2 separate regions of the Mus musculus genome follow, and region 1 is linked to region 2. A link is a contact called in public HiCAR-type data. All regions are on one chromosome and are shown on one strand. The core of a region is the stretch at or near the end of the contact, and the rest is flanking DNA. Distances in the headings are between cores, read along the strand shown.

Evidence for each region. HiCAR-type assays count read pairs that join an accessible place to other places.
Region 1: a HiCAR-type map of fibro-adipogenic progenitors shows a contact between it and region 2, with 3 times the contacts expected there. The contact joins two enhancer-like sites. A contact is called at or near these places in 1 of 484 Hi-C or Micro-C datasets (the HPC-7 cell line) and 2 of 115 datasets of contacts at active chromatin or transcription factors (fibro-adipogenic progenitors and trophoblast stem cells).

Annotation. Positions count from the first base shown.
Region 1 is chr1:73,572,333-73,575,032 of GRCm38.p6, reverse strand. No RefSeq gene overlaps it. Among named protein-coding and RNA genes, the nearest start is that of C530043A13Rik, 44 kb to the right of the region's middle. Within about 2 kb of position 1,437, at least 5 of the 459 cell types and tissues checked have an H3K27ac peak or open chromatin away from gene starts, as enhancers often do. A contact at or near this core is called in fibro-adipogenic progenitors, where this site is marked.
Region 2 is chr1:73,343,568-73,346,267 of GRCm38.p6, reverse strand. No RefSeq gene overlaps it. Among named protein-coding and RNA genes, the nearest start is that of Gm31344, 19 kb to the left of the region's middle. Within about 2 kb of position 1,392, at least 12 of the 459 cell types and tissues checked have an H3K27ac peak or open chromatin away from gene starts, as enhancers often do. A contact at or near this core is called in fibro-adipogenic progenitors, where this site is marked.

The DNA of each region.
Region 1 (2,700 bases), core at 188-2,687, 230 kb before region 2:
GTTACCCACTATAGGAGTAAGCTTAAAGGGAAAACCTAGGGTTTGAAGATGAGTTTCTTGAACTGGTATAAAAATTCTGATATATGAATCTGTATGAGTCACCTAACCCCCCAAAAAACTACCTAAAATATATTAACCATATGACCCACTTATATCACTTGAATATACACCTGAAGGTCTATATGTCAACATTCCACAAAGATACTTGCATGTCCATGTTTATTGTCCTGTTGGCAATAGCCTTAGAATGCAACCATACTAGATGTCCATAAACAAACAAAACAAAAAAATAAATACAGAAAATGTGGTTTAAATACACAGTGGAATTTTATACAGGCATGAAGAAGAATGAAATCACATTTTCAGAAAACTGGATGTAACTGGACATGATTGTATTAAACAAAATTGAAATAAGTTAGAGAAAAAGTGCATATTTTCTCTTATAAGCAGAGCCTAACTTTAAAATTACTTATGGGTTTGTGTGTGTGTGTGTGTGTGTGTGTGTGTGTGTACACATATGGGGAATATTTATGTATCTTTGTAGGTCATTAAAATATAAAGGGATTCATGAGAGAGGAGGAAGCAATCTTAAGGGTAGTGGGAAATAGTGAAAGTAAAGGAATCCATTTGATGGGAAAGCAGAAAGGGAGACTGGTTGGGTAAAGAATGGGAACTGACCATAGGAGGACCAAGAGGGAGGCATTGAGGAGGAGAATGAGTGAGAACAATGTACAATGACACAGATATTAAGATGCTGTGATGAAACCCATTACTTTGTATGTGAGCCTAAAAAAATAATAAAATGTCAAAAAGATAAATGTATTCTAGAATAATGAAAATTTTAAAAAATATTCTTGGTAACCAAGACTTGAAAGTTAATCACTAGACCATCCCTGGGATGTGGCCCTTGTTGTTGCATCCAAGATGGTACCACCTGTGCTTAAGACAGCAGGTGGAGAGCGAGATGACGACTAGGCTGAGGAATCACATCATTTATCTCCTCTGGAATCTCACGTATGAGTGTTTTCCATCCGCAAGAAACTAGCCCTTTGACCACACATATTGCAAAGAAAGAGGGAAAACTCACTTGGAGTGGAAACTTCTAGTTTTTTGGGGAAGTTAGTTATGCCAAATGATGTTTTGCTGTAGCAGACACAGATGAAAGGATGTCTCACTGAAACAGACATGTGAAAGAATGTTTTCCTGAAGCAGACACAGGTGAAAGGATGTTTTACCCCAAAGCCTTCCTGGTAAAGAATTAGAGCTAGAGCTATAATTGTCTTTGGATACTATCTGGCTCAGGAATTGTGATTTTTTTCTTTTGGTCCACTGGGGCCCTAACATGGCTTCAGCCCCTCACCCCTGGGACAATGACTAAGAAACACCAAATCCTGCATTTTTTTTTTCTCCCTGTTGCTTTCCATCTGAGCCATGTAAGATGTTTCTGGTTACTGTCTTTCCAGCATAATTAAATCCAGCCATCCTTCTGGTTGACCTCAGGAGTATCAGTTAAGCCCATTTATTAAACATAAAATGACTCCAAACGCTCATGATCCAACTTTCCCAAGGGGATGCAAAGACAGATCATATGCTGAGAGCATCCTGTTGGAAATGCCAGAGAGAAGGCAGATGTGGTATCTCTGGAGCTTGCATCACCATCCATGGATAGAACTCTCAGCTCAGTGATGGTAATGATCCTCAGTGATCCCAGAGAGTCTTCTCTTACCTCCTCATTTTACTTCTTTTTCTACTTAAGAGGACTTGCTCTTGTTTGGAACACATAAGGAAGACTACGATAAATGGCATGACATAGTGGGTTAATATTTTAATTTTGATTGGTGACTTGGGGACAGAGATTCTCAAAGAAATTTGAGTGTTCAGCCACAGGGCTGGGGTACTTTTATCCATTATTCATGATTCTCTTGGTTATAAGAGGGTACTAAGGAGTGTAAGAAAGAGGCATGGCAAATCAGCTCCTTTTAGGAACTAAAGGACTTGCTGCTTTTGTGAGATAGTTGTACATAGGAATGGTAAGGAAACATATTGGTATTTGTAGATAATATCCACTATTATGCTTTTTCACTTCCGTATAAAAGGAAGAATATTCAGTTTATCCATTTGGAGGGAAGAAAACTAGAGAAATATTTTGGGGTGCATATATTTCTTTGCATGTTTAAATGATGTATACACATGTTCATTTGAGTATAAAACATGGTGTGTATGTGTGTATAGCTCACTGGTGGACATTGTATGTCTTCCTCCATTACCTTTCATCTTATTTTTTTGTGACAGGGTCTCTCAATGAATCTGGATCTTATGGAATTAGTGATACCACTTTCCTGTGAGCCCCAGAGAGTCTTTCTACTTCTCTCCAGTTCTGGAGTTTTAAGTGCTCTTCTCTCTGTCTGTATTTAATGGGATGTGATCTCAGCCCTCATTTTGCTCAGTAGACACTGAGTCACCTCCAAAATCTCTCCCCTCTCACTGTATTTCCTACTTTCTTCTTGGTCTACTACCATGGTTCCAGCTCTCATGCAAAAAAGAATGACTCACCTTTGAGAGACATCATTGGTGGCCCTTCTTTTACAGTAGGTAGCTCAGAATTTCCCCTGCCTTTCTCAAGACAAGTCCATTCTTATAGCTGCTGTTTGGAATGAGGGAGATGGGATGGGTATTTCTGGATGAAAGAAGGCTTAGTCT
Region 2 (2,700 bases), core at 143-2,642:
TATGAATTTGTGATTAATTTAACATAATAAAATAAATTATACATCCCTAAACCAAGTATCATAGTTAGTGAAGAAAACACTGAGAAATTTCTGCTAATGTCAAAAAGAAAGCAAAGGCATTCACTGTTTCTTACTAGTCCTCTTTGTACTTCTTGAAGTATAAACTACTACAATTACAAGAGAAATAGATTCAAGCCCTTACTTAGAAAATTAGATAGAAAAGCAAACCTGTTAAATGATCTTACCTGTGTAATGCCTTGGAACTAATGACAAAGGAAACCCAATCTCTAATAGTGATCACAGTATAAAATCAGCCCACAGAAGAGCCATCCAGAAGATGACAATGACAAAAAGACATGACAGAGGACCCAAGAAAACTATAGTTAATGAGGATATGAAAAAGCAAAGACTCTATGAGAAAAACATCAAAATGTATCTTAAAGATGCAAAAGTTGGCTTGAACAAAATGGTATACAACACTCATGGATAGAAATGACTCCATGTCAAGAAAAACATGTCCATTCTACCAAAGTTTGTTTGACTATATATTGGTAATGCCAGTTTTACATAGATCTCTACTTTTCTGTCAACTAATGAATACCCAGCTTCAAGGAGTTTTAGCTTGATTCCTGTAAACAAGACCAACTTGAGGTATGTTCATCACTATGAAAGAAATAGTCTTGTGAACAAAAAGAAAAAATTCACATTTTCATTAGAGACTGGACAATCCTAAGGCACTCAGCCTGTGACTGGCCAGATTGCCATAACAGATGTGAGATCAGGTAGGAAACCTGGGCTTCATCCAATTGTAAGGAACAGTAATCCCACTTCCTGGCAAAACATGTCCCCATAACATCTCACACCTACTCACTTCCATGGTTTTAGTCCATTGGTCTCATTAAGGTCTCCAAGGGGTGATCCCAGGAAGTTAAGCTAATTTGAAGACACTTGGATAGATGTAAAGGTGGAACAGGTCTACTAAAATACCTCTGCAGCGCTCCTGCATCACTTGCTGCTATGGCAACCATTCAAATTAGCAACTTCTCTGCTTTGTACCCAAGGGTGGATGTGGATACTGCTTCTTACTCCAGTCATCAAGGCAATGAAATGATTTCTGGTCCTTTTGTATGTACCTGCAAGAAATAAAATGTCTACAAAAATTAAGCATATTCTGTTTATTTTCCTTCACATTTCAATATCTTTGTAGATGCCCAGCATGACCAGGAAAACTCCTTGGTATTTCTTTAGATTGTTTTTAATTGTGTCAAGATTATAGGCTTACTTGAAAATATTGGTAGTCATCTCTTGCTGCATAACCAACTACCCCCAAGGTTAGAGGCTTAAAACAACAAATTCTTGGTCAGAATGTCTGACTCAGGAATGCAAGAGCAGCTTAACTGGGAGTCTGTGGCTCAAGGTCTCCCATGAAGCTGCAGTTTGGATTTGTATGAACTACAGTGTCTCTAAGGACCAGTTTGCAAGATTGCTCATTCATGTTGCCTTTTGACCCCAATGCAAGAGCTCCCATTGCTCTGCTCTATAAAGCATCTGTATTTTATCTTCTCCTGGCACAGCAGCAAGTTATCATCAGAGAAGTGATCCAAGAGCAAGAGAACAGACGATTCAGGGGGTTTCACAGATCACTCCCTACCATTTTACCCCATTCTATTTACTAGGAGTAAGTCATCACTACATACAGTTCATTGCTAGGAAGACAGCTAAACTCCATCTCTTTCAGCTGGCTCTGTAGCTGGGACTGAGTCCAAGAGCTAGACCTGAAACCCAGGCTTAATCTCCATCTCTTAAACAGAAGCGTATTAAATAATTTGTGGACACATTTTAAAAGTGTTCACTACAAGAAGGATATGCAGAGTAAAGTCTGAAAGGTTTAAAGTTATGGTGTCTTGTGTTTAAGGGGAGTTATTACAGTGTAGTAGAGTAGTCATGCTGAGCTTGGCTCACAAGGATGGGTCCTGGCCAAGGCCAACTTTACAAGGGTGTGGCCAGTGCTGTGTCATGGGCTCCATGCTGAAGAAGCTTTCCTGCTTGGTTTACTACTGTATTATTGCCATCTCAAAATTGAAAATTTTAGTAGTGCTTAGGATTTTGTTTTTATCATTGCATTTTATATCTGAAGTCCAATGGAAACACAAAATGTATATTAACCGAGGAGATAGCCACAAGCACAAGCCTTTCTTGACTTCTATTTTTGGATATTTATTTGAATATATATGACTTTGGGGGAGATCTCATGGGCCTAGGACTCTGATAGACCCATAAGCCCTCAAACCAACTATAAGCAAGTTTGTTTGCTATGTCTATGACTGAACAGTCCCAAGGGGCCAGATTTTCTATCCAAATCAGAACTTGTTTTCCCTATACAGAATTGGTGATGACACTCAAAGAAACTAGAATGGGAGAAACCCTATCACAGGCTTCATTATTCATACTCCTTCCCTGTGTTCGTTGACCTCTGCCACCAAAGGTGATGGTGTAGATAGAAAGCGAGAGCCAAGGTCCTTTCCAATTCCTCTTCATAGCAGCCCAGATTTGCTCATTAGTAGGTCAAGGTAAGTACTGTTCATAGAGTGCTCATACAGTAAAGAGAACTGAAATGTTCTGCCAACAGTTTAGTGATGATTAATTTTGATACTTTAAATGATGTGCACGCACTTGTACATCCTAGGAAGTAGACATTGT